Linked DNA regions of Hordeum vulgare: region 1 is linked to region 2. Evidence: chromatin contacts called from public Hi-C data. All regions are on one chromosome and are shown on one strand. The core of a region is the stretch at or near the end of the contact, and the rest is flanking DNA. Distances in the headings are between cores, read along the strand shown. Region 1 has its middle 91 kb from the start of LOC123409843. Region 2 holds the start of LOC123409843 (probable calcium-binding protein CML29).

What was found. A called contact is a pair of places that touch in the nucleus more often than the background predicts.
Region 1: a Hi-C map of leaf shows a contact between it and region 2, with 5 times the contacts expected there. The contact joins the enhancer-like site here to the promoter of LOC123409843 in region 2. A contact is called at or near these places in 3 of 6 Hi-C or Micro-C datasets (leaf and seedling).

The regions. Positions count from the first base shown.
Region 1 is chr7H:575,779,144-575,784,340 of MorexV3_pseudomolecules_assembly, forward strand. No RefSeq gene overlaps it. Among protein-coding and RNA genes, the nearest start is that of LOC123409843, 91 kb to the left of the region's middle. Within about 2 kb of position 3,543, at least 3 of the 3 cell types and tissues checked have open chromatin away from gene starts, as enhancers often do. A contact at or near this core is called in leaf and seedling, where this site is marked.
Region 2 is chr7H:575,688,412-575,693,308 of MorexV3_pseudomolecules_assembly, forward strand. It overlaps LOC123409843 (probable calcium-binding protein CML29), which reads left to right and starts at 2,584. Exons shown (of 1, transcript XM_045102714.1): 1 at 2,584-3,509. The coding sequence starts at 2,807. The coding sequence ends at 3,313.

The DNA of each region.
Region 1 (5,197 bases), core at 2,293-4,792, 92 kb after region 2:
ATCATATCACAACATACCATGCAAAAACAAGTTAGACGTCCTCTACTTTGTTGTTGCATGTTTTACGTGGCCGCTATGGGTAACTATTGAGAACCATTCTTATCTACTCAAAGCCACAACGATGATATTCAAGATGCTATTTAACCTTCCACAAGGATTGCCTCTGTCGAATCCGATTCAACTAAAGTGGGAGAGACAAACACCCGGAAGCCATCTTTATGCAACCAAGTTACATGTCAGTCCGTGGAACCGGTCTCTCGTATGTGGACGAGTAAGGTTGGTCCGGGACACCTCACCCCGCAATACCGCCGAATCAAGATAAGACTAAGGAAGTAAGAAATCTGAACATCAACGTCAACAAACACTTTGTGTTCTACTCGTGCATGTTATCTAACCATAGACCTAACTCATGATGCCACTGTTGGGGAACGTCACATGGGAAACAAAAAAATTCCTACGCTCACCCAAGATCTACCTATGGAGATCAACAACTATGAGAGTGAGAGTGCATCTACATATTCTGGTAGATCGCTAAGAGGAAGCTTTAAGAAATGTGGTTGATGTAGTTGAACGTCTTTGCGATCCAACCATGATTCACCCCGTGATCTGATCACGAACGTCTCGATCAAATGCCGAACGGACTACACCTCTACGTTCAACACACATACAGCTCGATGACGCCTTCGCCTCCTCGATCCAGCGAGAGAATGTGAATTAGTAGCTTGAGTTCTCTAGCAGCACAATGATTTGGTGGCCATGGTGGTGGAGCTGTCCCATCACGGCTTTGCCAAGCAGTGCTAGGACAGAAGCGAGTGAGAAGAACTACGAGATAGATAGATAGATAGAGAGAGAGAGAGAGAGGGGTTGCACCGTGTCATTTTCAGGTGCGGCTGCCCTCCCTCTCCTCTAGTATATATAGGGGGGAGGGAGGAGGGGTGGCACCCTAGGGTTTCCCCTTGGGTAGGGTATCGTCCACCAAGGTGGTTTGCCCCCCCACCCAAGTTGGGTGGGGCAGCGACCACCTCTGGACCAGCCCACCTCCTTGGCCGCATGGGCCATAGGTGGGAGGGGCGGCCAGCCCACCAGGAGCTGGTGCATCACCTCTCACAACCCATGGGGCCCTTTGGGATAGGTGGACCCTCCCGGTGGACCCCTGGAACTCTTTCGGAACCTCCGTCACAAAACTGGTAACCATATGAAACTCTTTTGGAACTTGAATACCAACTTTCCATATATCAATCTTTACCTCTGGACCATTCTAAAGCTCCTCAACAAGTCCGGGATATCTTCCGGGACTCCAAACAACCTTCGATCACCAACACAATAACCCAACTATACTATATCATCACCGAACGTTAAAGGTGCAGACCCTACGGGTTCGAGAACTATGCAGACATGACCGAGAGAACTCAATGGTCAATAACCAATAGAGGGACCTGGATGCCCACATTGGTCCCTACATATTATACGAAGATCTTTATCGGTCGAACCACGATGTCAAGGAGTCAGCTAATCCCGTATGCAATTCTCTTTGTCCATCGGTATGTTATTTGCCCAAGATTCGATCATCGATATCTCCATACCTAGTCTAATCTCATTACCAGCAAGTCTCTTTACTCATTCCATAATAGAAGATCCCGTTACTAACTCCTTGGTCACATTGCTTGCAAGCTTATTGTGATGCTGTATTACCGAGTGGGTCCCGATATACCTCTACATCATACGGAGTGACAAATCCCAGTTTTGATCCATGCCAACTCAACAGACACCCTCGGAGATACCTGTAGAGCATCTTTATAATCACCAAATTACGTTGTCACGTTTGATACACACAAGGCAATCCTCCGGTGTCAGGGAGTTGCATGATCTCATGGTCATAGAAACACATACATTGACATGCAGAAAGCAATAGGAGTAAACTTGATACGATCAAACGCTATGCTTACGGTTTAGGTCATATCCATCACATCATTCTCCTAATGATGTGCTCCCATTCTCAAATGACAACTCATGTCTATGGCTAGGAAACCTTAGCCATCTTTGATCAACGAGCTAGTCCTGTAGAGGCTTACTAGGGACACTTTGTTGTCTATGTATTCACACACGTATTTGAGTTTTCGATCAATACAATTATAGAATGGATAATAAACGATTATCATGAACAAGGAAATATAATAAAACCACTTCATTATCGCCTCTAGCGCATATTTCCAACACTACTAACATCTGTCCGCGGATATGGTGCTAATCCCTACGGTGTCGGTGAATGGCCGTGCCTGCCATGAGGAGATAGAGCGACGCCTCACGCGCCTATCTTTGGATCTTCTCAACGACCAAAGGTACGAAATGAACTCGCCGCTATGGGATACATGGCTCCGTGACGAGCACCACCTGCGTTGGCAGTCGTTTTTGCCGGACGTCCACCTAGCCCACACCGGCGACGTGCTGCTAGCCCGCCCCAAATGCGTGGTCGTACGCGTGTGCACGACCTCACGTTGACGCCATCTCTGTCCCCGTCCCCATCACCACCACCTCTAATAACTGAGGATGAGGAGGCCGAACTCATGAGGCATGTCATTGAGGACACCATGCACACACATGACGAGCGGCAATGGGTGGGCCTGGAGGCGGCGTTGGCCCTCTCTACGACCGGCGACGTGGCCATCCCAGAGCTGGAGCAGGCCGCCGCAATGAAGGAGGAGGTTGTGAACGAGTCGCCACTTGCCGCGTGGAACCCATAGCTGTTGGTCCAGTAGTGGGGTAGGCCGGCCACGGCACCGAAGATGGATCACATGCTGGGTGTCGGGCTATGGTCAGCGACGATGCCGCAGTCACCCGAGTTGGAGCAGGAGCCACGGGAGAAGGTGGTGCAGGAGCCACGAGTGCCTCCGGTCTGGTAGGGGCCGCAAGCCCACCTTTGACAGCCGCCTCCGTACGTCGACCTCACCAGCAACATCGACAAGTAGGACGACGTTTCTGAAGACGATGGCAGCCTTATCTTTTTTTTGTTTTATGTTTTATGTTTAATTATAAAATGTATTAAACTTGGTTAGTGTGGACGTGTGGACATTTAATTTTTTTATATTATTTGCAACTTGCTTTGCCTTTTTTTTTTTGAACAAAATCCAAGTTTGCACACGCAGACATTTTAGGACGGGACAGCCGGTTGGACGCACCGATGACAGCACGATAAAGGAACATGTACGTTTTTCTGTTTTAAACGAACAAAATTCGGATATAGACGTGCGGATGGGATCTTGCGTTGGAGGTGACCTGATAGGAACGCTGCATCCATCCATGATGCATCCACACTTGACAAGAGGGTGCGGCAGAGCTGGTCCAAGGAGATGTGCCCGGGTTTTGGAGTTGGCCTGATGAGGACGCTTCATCCATCATGATGCATCCACACTTGACAAGAGGGTGCGGCAGAGCTGGTCCAAGGAGATGTGCCCGAGACCGCTAGGATTGCAGGACAAGGACCTGCTGGTCATCTCATTTCCACCACGAGTTCAATGTGCGTACGTGCGTGCGTGCATGCTCGGTCTGCTGTGCGCCAGCCAAGCGTCTCCCATCTGTCCACTCACTGACGCATCATGCATGTATGGAGCATGGAGACGCGACGCCGCCGTCCAACTTGGCGAAAATGATGCGGATTTGTGAAACTGACACGTTGAGACCACACGCCGTGATCACATCTAAATGGCTGCACGTGTCGATCGTTGCAGAGGTAAGAGAGTATGTCTTCTTTTTGGAAAAACGAAACTATCACATCCATCTACGGAGATTAAAATGCAGAAATCCACCACAATTGCATCCAAGTATGCGTGAAAGCATGGAAACGCCAAGACCATCTCTAGCCGATATCTTAATCAACGGACTAAAATCCTTGGTAGAGTAAATATACTCCATTGATTTTTGGCCGTTTCTAGCCAACCCCCTAGACTTGATGGTGTAAACTTCAATTTAATCAAATTCAAAATAAATTAAACCGAAAATAGCATGCATTCAAAGATAAATATAAATGGTTTTGTACAACCGAATATAAAACATAAATTTAACTGAACTAAACAACTAAACTACTTTCGATCGAAGGTGAGGTCGAGCAAATCCTTCCTCGTCAGGTACGGTGTGCCGTGAGCAAGGTCCGGGCCGGTGCCGTTGTTGTGTATGCCGCGAGGAGGGCGGAGAGGTGGGCAGCGAGGGCGAGAAGATCGACGTGGACGAGTGCAGGAGTGTCTTCCCCGACGTTTGCGAGGAGGGCGGAGAGGTGGGCAGCGAGGGCAAGAAGATCGACGTTTGCGTCGTCGGGGAAGACACTCGTGCACTCGTCCACGTCGATCTTCTCGCCCTCGCTGCCCACCTCTCCGCCCTCCTCGCGGCATACAACCTCGTCGACGGAGGAGAGCACGATAATCTCGCCGCCCTTGGTGTGGGCATAGATCATCCGCTCCACCTCCACGAGCTCCTCGCGCTGCAGGTGGAGCTCTTGCATGTAGGCCTCGTCGACGGCCTCGACCTCAAGGCACTCCCTCGCCTCGTGGTCCTCCCGCGCCATAGCCGAGCTAATCATCCCCGGCTCCGGTGGGACGAGGTGGATCGGACGCGTGTCGAAGGGGAAATTGAGTCGAGCCGCCGTGTCGTGGTAGTGGACTTGCCAGTGGCCGTACACCATGGTCGCGAGCTCATTCGTGTGGAAGCTACCGAGCCACTGACGGGTGTGGGGTCTCCCGATCCGTAATCTCAGCAACCCACGTCCCCATCGCCGTTGCCGAACCTCGAGGTAGGACCTCGTCGACGGCTGGGCCCGAGGGTGGACGGGGAAGTCCTCGAACCGGTGTAGGGGCGCGGAGGCAGACGGTTCAGGCGAGGGAAGAGGAGGCATGTGTTGGAAATATGCCCTAGAGGCAATAATAAATTGGTCATTATTATATTTCCATGTTCATGGTAATCGTTTATTATCCATGCTAAAATTCTATTGATTAGAAACCCAAATACATGTGTGGATACATAGACAACACACTGTCCCTAGTGAGCCTCTAGTTGAGTATCTCGCTTATCGAAGATGGTCAAGGTTTCCTAGCCATAGACAAGTGTTGTCACTTGATAACGGGATCACATCATAAGGAGAATGATGTGATGGACAAGACCCAAACTATGAACGTAGCATATGACCGTGTCAGTTTATTGCTATTATTTT
Region 2 (4,897 bases), core at 1,334-3,833:
TCGAACCCAGTTCTCTCGAGTGGAAGCAAGGCACTCAAGCCACTACGCCAGAGACATGCTTTTGATAGATGAGGATCTCGGGCTTTAAGAGTCGTGTGAGACAGCGGATTTGACAGAAAAAACCGAATCGTTTTCCTCATTTATGGATGGCATAGTGGGTAATTTAGGTCAACTTTGAGGATAGTTTTTATGACGTACGACAGAAGCGTTAGTTGCTTTATTTTTTATTTTATTTTTTTGAGCGGGGAAAGCCTGACGGCTTTTATATTTCATGTGAAAAAACACTTACATCATTAGCTAATGTATCAATGAGGAAGCCTAGAGACTCCTCCATTCACTTTATAGTTCTAGTGGGTTCGGCAAACCTAGCTAGGGTATGAGCTACCATATTTGCTTTTCTTGGGCAGAAAGCAAATTGGATCAGAAAAAAGTTCTTGGCGAGGAAGGAGCACTCTTCGTATACTGCCGCCGTTGGACCTAGTGAATTGCCGTCGAGTAACAAGGTGTCAATCACATCCTGACAATCAGACTCCATAATGATCTGTTGCACACTCACCTCGCTGGCGAAGAGAAGTCCATATCGCAAGGCTCTCGCTTAGTTGCTTTATTATTAGGGAAGAGGGGAGATTAGGGAAAGATACCTCACCGTACATAAGGAATAGATCTGCCTATAGTGCCAGAGCTTTGTGTTAATTGTACACAGCGCTTACATACGTTTGGCTCATGTAGTTTCTCCTTTTTTTTCTCTACCCAGTCTGGTTCGGAAAACCTTCTAGAAGCTTTCGACCGGGATTTTCTAACCATTTTTTATTTTGTTCAGGTTTTTTTGGGCTAGGTTTCCTTTGGTTTCCCTGCCTTTTTCTATTCTATCATTTTATTTTATTCTTGCATTTTTCATAATCCGTCAAGTTTGTCAGGTTCACTAGCTTAATTGAATTGTGAATAATTTTTTTGAGCCGAAACCTTTTGAAGTTTGTGAAGATTTCCTTAATTCATGAAAATTTTCAAATTTCGTGATTTTTTACGCCATGAAATTTTTCGAGTTCGTGAACATATTTCATATTGACAACTTTTCTGGAATTTGTACACATTATTATCTTTGACTTGTTGATTTTTTTCCTAATCCATGTTTCAAACTAACGAACAATTATTCAAATTCAATTTGGACCCATTCTTGAATTGTTGTCTAAAAGTCATTGGCTACCTGGTTCATGCGTCAACGATCAAATACAAATACACTTTCTTTTCACACGTACGGGGTCCTAAGAGCATCTCTAGCACACCCCGTAAAAGGATCAAACCTATAAAATTTCGGCGAGTATATGGGTTCGATCCGTTTTAATGGCCAGAACAGACCCCGTATCGCGCATCCGGGCTGTAAAAGTTTAACCGCGTCCCGCAAAAAGACCCCTCGAACTGGCATATATGCGGTTTTACATCGCGTTTACGGATCGAACCCTATCCTCCGCCGCGATTCAACTCCCACTCCACCCTAATTTCTCGCCGCCGACGAGACAAAAAAACCACCAGCGGACTGTCCCGACCCTGGACGGCCACAGAAATGGAGGGGATGATGCCGAGCGCCGTCGCCGCCGCGTCTCCGACGCCGCACGCAAGTGGGGATCACAGAGGTGGCTGAAGTATGACCTCCGGCCGCCTCCGGCTTTCGAATGCCGGGAGCTCGAGGAGTACGAGCACGAGCTCGCTACTCGATGCATCGGCTCCTTCGGCGCCTCGTCCTCGCGGACCATCACTCCGGTGAAGAGAAGGGCGGAGGAGCTCGGACCGCTCACCGTCAAGCTCGAGGACGACGCCGGCGAACTGCGTAGAGGGGTCATCAGCCTCGAGGATTATCTTTCCCCGAGGCAAGAGGATCACCTCATGCACGCCAACATGGAGCGCTCGGTGAGGGAGGCGGCGGAGGACGCCACGCACAACCGACGCGAGCTCGAGATCGAGCAGACCTTGCTCGAGCAAGGGGTCACGGCGTCGCAGGCGAGCGCGTCGAAGGAGACGGACCTGCGCGTCCTGAAGGCAGAGTAGGACAAGATCTGGATCGACCTCGACTCCAACTCCGACGAGGAGTAAGCTCCTTCGTCTCCTCCGCCGCGTTGTCGCCGCCGCACCCGTCGTTCTGGTAGCATTGAGTTGGGTACGCTGCACGGCCCGCAGGTCCCCTTACCTAGTAGTAGTATGAAGAACTAATGTAGTTTGATGAAGAACTGATGTAGTTTTTGCAAGAACCGTGCTATAGTTCGATGAATGATGTAGTAGTTGCTTCGGGCCAACATTTTTTTTTTCAAATTTTACAGTGTTATATACGGGATCTAATCTTTGACGCATGAAATGGTGCCGCAAAATCGCTCCGTAGCGACCTGTGAATCCATTTTGTATTCTTTTTTACGGGGTCTTTTAGAGATGCTAACACAAGCACATGGGTCAATGGTTAGTCAATTGGCCCGGTGGCACGGTGTGGAGACCCTAAAGTTCAAATACACATTCTTCGGGGGATTTTCAGAAGTTTGTGGTCATCCAAAATGAAACGCGAACTAGTCCAGCTCCACTCCACCTAGAACCCATCGTCGTCCACGCTATCACACCAGAATCCAGAAGCCTTATCCTGCTGCCATTGCCAACGCCGAGAACAAGATGCGCCTCCACTAGTGTTCCATTCCATGTCGACACAAAGCGGCCGAGATTCAGATTCGGCTGCACTCGTCCTCGCCTTCTTAAGGCCGTCCATGCAAGCGAACCGAGCTCCAACCAAGAGCAGTCTCTCACGGTCTAGTTCGCTCTCGCCAACGCGATGGCGACGCCTGGCCGCCGGCCGTCGGCGCAGCAGCAGCCGCAGCCGCTGACGGTGGACTTCGAGGCGCTGAGCTACATCAGCAGGCTCGTGGAGGCTTTCCAGGCGTTCGACTCCGACAACGACGGCCTCGTCACTGCCCCCGAGCTCCGGGGCCTCCTGGCCTCCCTGGGCCTCGACAAGTCGGAGGCGGAGGCGCGGGACATGCTGGCGCGCGCCGACGCCGACCGTGACGGCCGGCTCTGCGTGGAGGAGTTCCTGGACGTGATGAACGCCGGCGAGCTCGGCCTGGGCGCGCTCGGCGAGCTGCTGCAGGCCGCCGTCCCGGCGCTGGAGTCCTTCGCGGGGCCCGACGGCGCGCTGGGCGCCGACGAGCTCGCCAGGGTGCTGGGGCTCATGGGCACCGCCAGCGCCGAGGACTGCGCGGAGATCATCGCGTGCATGGACGGGGACGGCGACGGCGCCATCAGCGTCGAGGAGTTCAAGCTCATGGCTGACCTGCTCTAGGGTCGAGCTGCGTACGTACTGAGCCAGCTAGAGCGCGTGCATAAACATGAAGTTGTGCACTGCCTACTGCGATGTACAGTAATGATTATCGATTAATAAGCATATAAGCACGTTCGGAGAGTTGTGGGCACTGTTTCTGCACCGGGCTGGAGTACCATAAAAGGATGGATACATGAGAGTTTCTGATGTCTTGCAATGAGTATACGAGCACGTGCTCCCACTAGTCAAATTGTATTTTCGATCTTATAGAAAAAAAAAGATATGTCATTTGGTTCATACGATAGGAATTTTTTCCATAGATCTGAGCTAATACATTTTTTCTTATGAAATGTAAAGAATAAAAATCAATCTTATGTAGGAATAGAAATCCATTCCTACAAAGTACAAACCAACGAGTTCTACCTATATAGAAATAGGAAGAGTACAAACCAAAGGGTTTTCCTCGGGTCAGAAAAGTTTGTTGCGTATGATTTGTTTTGATATACAACGTGTGTTGGGCTAGACGAGCCAGCCGAAACGGCCCAGTATTCAAGAAGCAAATTCATTCGGCCTATTTCTATTAGTGTTGGGAAAATTTAAAGAAAAGCGCCCCACCATAACTTTTGCATGCAACGGCTCGCATAGCCTCATGCACATGCAACAATCTTTTACCTGAAGCTTACATCATTGCATTAAATGCTTTCTTAAATTTTAAAAATGATTTATCTTACAGATTAATAATTTGATCGGAGATCCGTCTTTACTGTTAGGTTCGTCTCGACGAGACCTTCAAAATAAGATCTCATGTTGACATGTTTCATTGATTTTTTTTCGTCGTTTCTAGTTGTCACATTTATGTCATCATAGTTGTTATCTTATGGGTCTATAATTGTCACAAAAATTATACATAGTTATGGGGGCAATAATTTTATACTTGTTAAGCATTGCAATGTTATGTGAAGCTAAAAAGTGGGTATTAGAGAACTAACAATAAGCAAGTAAACGCATGAACGCACAAGTACAATGAATCAAGTTTTTTAATGGAGTATATCAACATTCATAAGCCTCATAATCAAGTTGATTTAGTGTGAGAACTATGTGACAAATAATACGACAAGTAAGAGATAGTAATCTGACAAGTACCGACGAAAATAAAAGTTATCGAAACATAGCGACATGGGATCTATTTTTAAAGATCTTGTCGCAAAAAAATCAATGATGAAAGCAGATCATTAATTAAGATAACGGCTTGAAAGATAAATCTTTTTAAATGCAAAATAAAAAGAACATTTACTGATGTCATGCTCGTGTAATATTGCATGCATGTAAAGAATTGATGGAAGAAAGCCGTCACATGGGAAAACTAATGTCTAGCGCTGCTCCCTAGTGAAGTCCATTAGTGTTTCACATTGCCGGTACAAATTCTAAAATTTAGTCCCACCTCAGCTCACTGAGATGGTTTTGACAAGCTTAAAGGGGGCTGCATTTACTCTCTACTACTCCCTCTATTTTCAAATGTAGGCCGTTTTAGCGATGGTAGTGTAATTTCCACCATGTTACAATTTTTTTTCACTTTTCCAATTTGCCCTCCCACATCATTGCTTG